Regions from separate parts of the Lactuca sativa genome. Here region 1 is linked to region 2. Evidence: chromatin contacts called from public Hi-C data. All regions are on one chromosome and are shown on one strand. The core of a region is the stretch at or near the end of the contact, and the rest is flanking DNA. Distances in the headings are between cores, read along the strand shown. Region 1 holds the start of LOC111876515 (protein farnesyltransferase/geranylgeranyltransferase type-1 subunit alpha). Region 2 holds the start of LOC111876519 (UDP-xylose transporter 2).

Region 1 (2,700 bases), core at 185-2,684, 240 kb after region 2:
TCGGAGAAGTTGTGTTTAATAATTGATTCTTTAATGCAACCTCTTAACTATGAAGTTTTGTATTCTTTTTACCAATAGTCCCTTATTAGAATAAAGTTTTGGTTTCTGTTTTGTAAGTTATGTTTTAAGAGTAAGAATTGGCCTTATTTCGTGTTGTGCATTTCAAGAAGAGTAAATATTCAAATCGGTGAGTCATAAGAATGATGGAATAGTTGGTTGTTTTTTAACTTAAGTGTGCAAGAAGTGGAAGGTGTTTGGTTCGGAAAATGATCTTTGGTGTAACTTATTTAAAGAAAGATGGGGAATAGACCGAGCCATATTTTATGCACCCGTTGATGATTCAAAATCATTGAAAGATGTATATGCAATTCAAGACCAGTATGTTTGTTTTGGATTATAAGTAACCATTAATTTGTTATAAACAATAAGTAAGTATTCATTAAAAAGTGGTATAAATTGTTTGTAGGGGCCGAAGATCATAAGGGAAGAAGATGGTTGTTTCCTGATCCACCAAGGAGAAAATCAAAGATATTTGGGTTCAAGAAGTATACATGATGATGCTTCTGCTTCTACTTCAACTACCTCATATGCAAGTAGGTATATAAAAGATGAGTTTATGGGTAGACGTGAACGCCAGATGGGGATTCTTGACAGAATATTGTTCTTCATTTAAGACCCGGAAAAAATGGCCGTTTGTTGTAAATATTTCTCACTGTTTTTTCTTTGTTCATTACCATCACCGTGTAATATATATTTATGGTGTCTTATATCATGATGCTAATAAAGTCACACCCAACTTCTATGTGTTTTCATGAGATCAATTGTATGTAAAATTATAGATTTCTGTATATGAATATGATTGGAAATCGTTGTTAAATGTTAATTTGTTGTTGAAGCGGGTGTAGTTTTGGTTGCAATCTCAATCTATCAAATGTCGATTATTAATCAAGACCTCATTTTAAAATGCATATTGAAAGTAATTAAATAAGAATCATACTGTATTTATTATAGCTCAAACTTAAATCACACTAAAAACACAAGTTGTTTGACAAAAGTACAGTCTCAACATAATTCAATACCTGAGAATCGGGGTGTTACAATCCGTCCATGGTGGTGATTTGTTGTTAGCGAAGTTGGAAGAAAAAAATCTAGGTTTAGAGAAGAATAAGGCTAGCGTGTTTTAGTTTTTCTTTTCGACCTTTGATGTTAAGCTTAAAAGGGTTGTATAGAATGTAATTATATTTGTACCTCTTAATTTTCAAGAAACATATAATATGCTTTATATAATACTAGTAGTAAAGATAAAGATAAAAATATTTAATTTAATATTATAAATAGTTATTTTATAAAGATAAATTAATTTACATACTTCTATTAATTTATTTTACCAATGCAAACCTCCGGTGTATAAAGTAGACATATTCACTGTAAATTGACGGCTGAGGTAGGGAGGGGTAAAAAGGGGAGAAGTGAAGCTCAGAGAATAAAAGTAGAAATTCCAAGAGGTAGGGGGATCGCCGGATCGGAGCATCATCGTCGTCGACTGAATGGATTCAGATGAAGATGAGGGGATACCACTGAGACAAAGACCGGAATGGTCCGACATCACTCCGGTGCCGCAGGACGATGGTCCTAACCCCGTTGTTCCCATTGCGTACTCTGAAGAGTTCGCCGAGATTATGGATTACTTTCGAGCTGTATATCTCGCCGATGAGCGATCACATCGTGCTCTTCAGCTTACCTCCGAAGCCATTCACTTCAATGCTGGAAATTACACCGTAAGAATTAACAAACTCTTATTGATCTCAAACTAATTTTGATTATAATTTGTAGTTTTATTACTACTTCGTTTTTCAGTGATCGTATCTGTTTGGAGCTCAATCTCTAATTGAGCCTTCGAATAGAGGATAATTGGGGGTTTTGAGTAGTTTGATACATGGTTGTAACAAACAGAAAGAAACTTTTGATAGCATGATTAGAAGTTAGCAATACAAGAAGGAAATTGATGTGAACATAGTGGAAGCAAGAAACGCCAATTCAATCTACTATGAGAGCCAACATGTTTTTGTCTTTCACATCACAGGTGTGGCAATTCAGAAGAGTAGTACTCGAGACTCTCAATGCTGATTTGCATGATGAATTAGAATTCGTTGAGCATCTTGCTAGCAAGAACTCAAAAAACTACCAACTATGGTGAGACAGTATCCTCTTTCTTAGACAAATCACTTAGCATTCAGATTCTACCAAAATAGCTTGTAAATGATATGATTTGAAATATTCTTAAATCTTAATACAGGCACCATAGGAGGTGGGTTGCTGAGAAATTGGGGAGTGAAGCTGCTGGTAGAGAACTTGAGTTCACCAAGAACATATTCTTAAACGATACTAAAAATTATCATGCTTGGTCTCATAGACAGGTATGCAACTTAGTTATATTACAGTATGTATAAAGGCTTCAGATTTGATTTATTTATTTTCATATTCAGTGGGTCCTTCAAAATCTTGGAGGCTGGGAAGATGAACTTGCTTACTGTGATAAACTACTTGAAGATGATATTTTCAACAATTCTGCTTGGAATCAGGTATATAGATTATTAAGTTTCTTAACATGGGATCTTTATTCTGCTACATGTTTTCTGCTGAAATTATTAAAATAGATCATAATGTAATCAGTGGGGCCAAAATGTTCTTTGAGTTCTT
Region 2 (2,700 bases), core at 3-2,502:
GACCTCGTCAAATTAAGTAAGTTACACTTACTCTTATCTAACCTACTTAGTTGTTTCAAGAATATTTAGGTGAGTTATCTTATTATACTATGTGTGACAATATATGTTCGTTGTATTTAGAATGTGAGGACAGTTGGAATAGAGTTACATAAATATACTAATTCAACATAATATTTTTGAAACAACTAAGTAGGTTAGATAAAAGTAAGTGTAACTTACTCAATTTGATGAGGTCCGAGTAGCCGTGAATAGAACTTCAACGTTTACTTACTTTCCTTAGTTATCCTTCTGAAACCTCTAAAGCTTCACTAACTACATTACAAAACGAGAGTTCGAATCACAATTGACCGAAATCTTGTGAGGGGGGAGAGAGAGTTGGAAAAATTGGTGGAAAGAAATGAGGAGAGGCGACCCTCCTTTTATAAGGAGGTTTTTGCCTCGTTGCGTCACGCCCTATAGAGGGTCATGTCGTAGCCATGGGTCAAACTGACTTTTCTTTTGTGCACACAATACTGAATTGATGGTGTGATGTGACTTCCACGTCACAATATTGTTATGTCATTTATTTTGGTAATGTTCTAGATTGATGGTAACGGTAAGTTGCTTGATATTGCAATAAAATTGTAAATGTAGTGATATAATTGAGAAAATAACACAGTGTCAAAATCATAATTCTTTATTGTAATTCAGGAAAAATGTTTTTCGGGAGAACTGATAAAACTGGTTATTTGGTTAATATTGCAACAAAATTGTAAATATATTGACATAATTATAAAAAAACAATATTCGGTATCAAATTCTAAATTTTATGATAATATATTGATTTTTTTTTTCTTTTGTAATTTGCACTATTTAAAAGTACAATCCAAATTGCCTAATTAGACAATTTAATTTTATCCAAATAATAAATAACCCGTGGTTCTCGGAATTGATGCAATTGCTCATTGTTGGTTGTTTTTTCTTTTATATATATTTCATCACGTTCTGAAAAGAATAAGCAAATTTTAATAATAATTTTATTATAGGTCAATTTTATTTAAATAAACTTATTTCTAAAATCAATGTTTATGATAAAAAGGTTTATACTTTGAATAAAAATCCAAACAATAAATATATAGATTAATTGTTAAAAAGTTACTTTTTATATCAGGCAATCGAGTTATTTTATACTTACGATGTGAGATTTTGCCCTTTATACATTATAGTTTGGGTTTTTATACTAGATCTGAAGGGGAACTAGAATAAAGAAAATCACGACCGTCCATTTTCACAATCAACCATCTATCTTGCCGGCGTCAAAACTGCCGGAAAACCAAATTCAAAAACAAGTCAAAATAATTAGATTTTTTCCCTTTCTCTGTTCATGGATTCACACTGATTACAGTACTCTTTCCTAACTTTCACACACCCATCCCTAGGCACTATATAATCATTCAATCATATGTATATGCATACTTATATCTACTACAGAATTTGAGGAAGGAGATATCCTCGTTGTGATCTCAGGTTACTTTTTATCTGTCTGCATTCACACTGAGTTTTCTGTGGAGTTGCGTGTAAAATTTCTTGATTTTTTTTATGTAATACCGAATTGTAGAGTAGTAGATCTGGAGTTTTAAATGGTGAATTTTGTGGAGGTTTGAAGTTTGCTGTTTGGCAATTAGCGCCAGTTCGTAATTTACTGGAATGAGGTACGATTTACGAAGTTGACGTCTGATGCTTTGATTGGTTGATTTTATGAAGATTAAGTTTGATTTTGGTTTTATGTTTTTGGTAGATTTTGAGATCGAAATCGAAGTTAGAAGTGACACGTAAGTGAGAGAGGAAGATGGGCGAAGGACAGCGGTTTCAGCTGGGAACAGTTGGAGCGTTGAGTTTATCTGTGATTTCCTCGGTTTCGATTGTGATTTGCAACAAGGCACTAATAAGCACTCTTGGTTTCACTTTTGGTAAGCAATCAAGCCTTCACACTAAATTTGTAGTTTTGAATCTTTTAATGATCCTGGTCGATGAATCAGCACCTATTGTGCTGAATGTTCTGTAAATTGCCATTAAGAAACAAAGCTCACGATCCTTAGAATTTGTTCTTCTAGGCCAGTGAGATTGAGTAATTGTCGCTTAAATTTATGTTTATTTTCTTGATTAACTAGTAAATCAAGTTCATATTGCTTGATATATGATAATTGTACATTGTTGACGATTAACTCCATTTGGAACTTGATACTCACATTCACCATTGACATAAAAAGGACATATATCCTTATAACTTTATGCTTGAGAGTTAACCGGTAAGGCCTTGGATTGCTGATGATGCTTCATTGCTTGATTTACTTGTTTTGATACATGATTGTCAATAAATCATGATATCCTTTCTTAATTTGGCTTAAGACTTCAATTTTCCTTTAGACAGTTCAAAGGATTGGAATTGAATCCACACTGCTCCAATGATTAAAAGGACAACTCATGAACAAACCACTGAATTGCACACAAGATCACATACAAATTACAATGAGGATTCTCCTAAGATCATAGTCACAACAAAATTGTGCTGCAAACTCAAGAACCATGAACTCTAGGAAACACCAATATAGTGACTATTGTAATAAACCTAATTATGAAGCCATTTACAGCTGTTTTTGCCATTCAATACCCTGATCCTGCTCATAATTTTTCTTCAATCCCATTCTTATGCCTTCAGCT

What was found. A called contact is a pair of places that touch in the nucleus more often than the background predicts.
Region 1: a Hi-C map of leaf shows a contact between it and region 2, with 5 times the contacts expected there. The contact joins the promoter of LOC111876515 here to the promoter of LOC111876519 in region 2. A contact is called at or near these places in 2 of 4 Hi-C or Micro-C datasets (both in leaf).

Annotation. Positions count from the first base shown.
Region 1 is chr9:19,182,012-19,184,711 of Lsat_Salinas_v11, forward strand. LOC111876515 (protein farnesyltransferase/geranylgeranyltransferase type-1 subunit alpha) reads left to right here and starts at 1,435. Exons shown (of 5, transcript XM_023873053.3): 1 at 1,435-1,778; 2 at 2,084-2,193; 3 at 2,297-2,417; 4 at 2,487-2,582. The coding sequence starts at 1,548.
Region 2 is chr9:18,944,484-18,947,183 of Lsat_Salinas_v11, forward strand. LOC111876519 (UDP-xylose transporter 2) reads left to right here and starts at 1,253. Exons shown (of 9, transcript XM_023873056.3): 1 at 1,253-1,506; 2 at 1,598-1,691; 3 at 1,778-1,949; 4 at 2,699-2,700. The coding sequence starts at 1,829.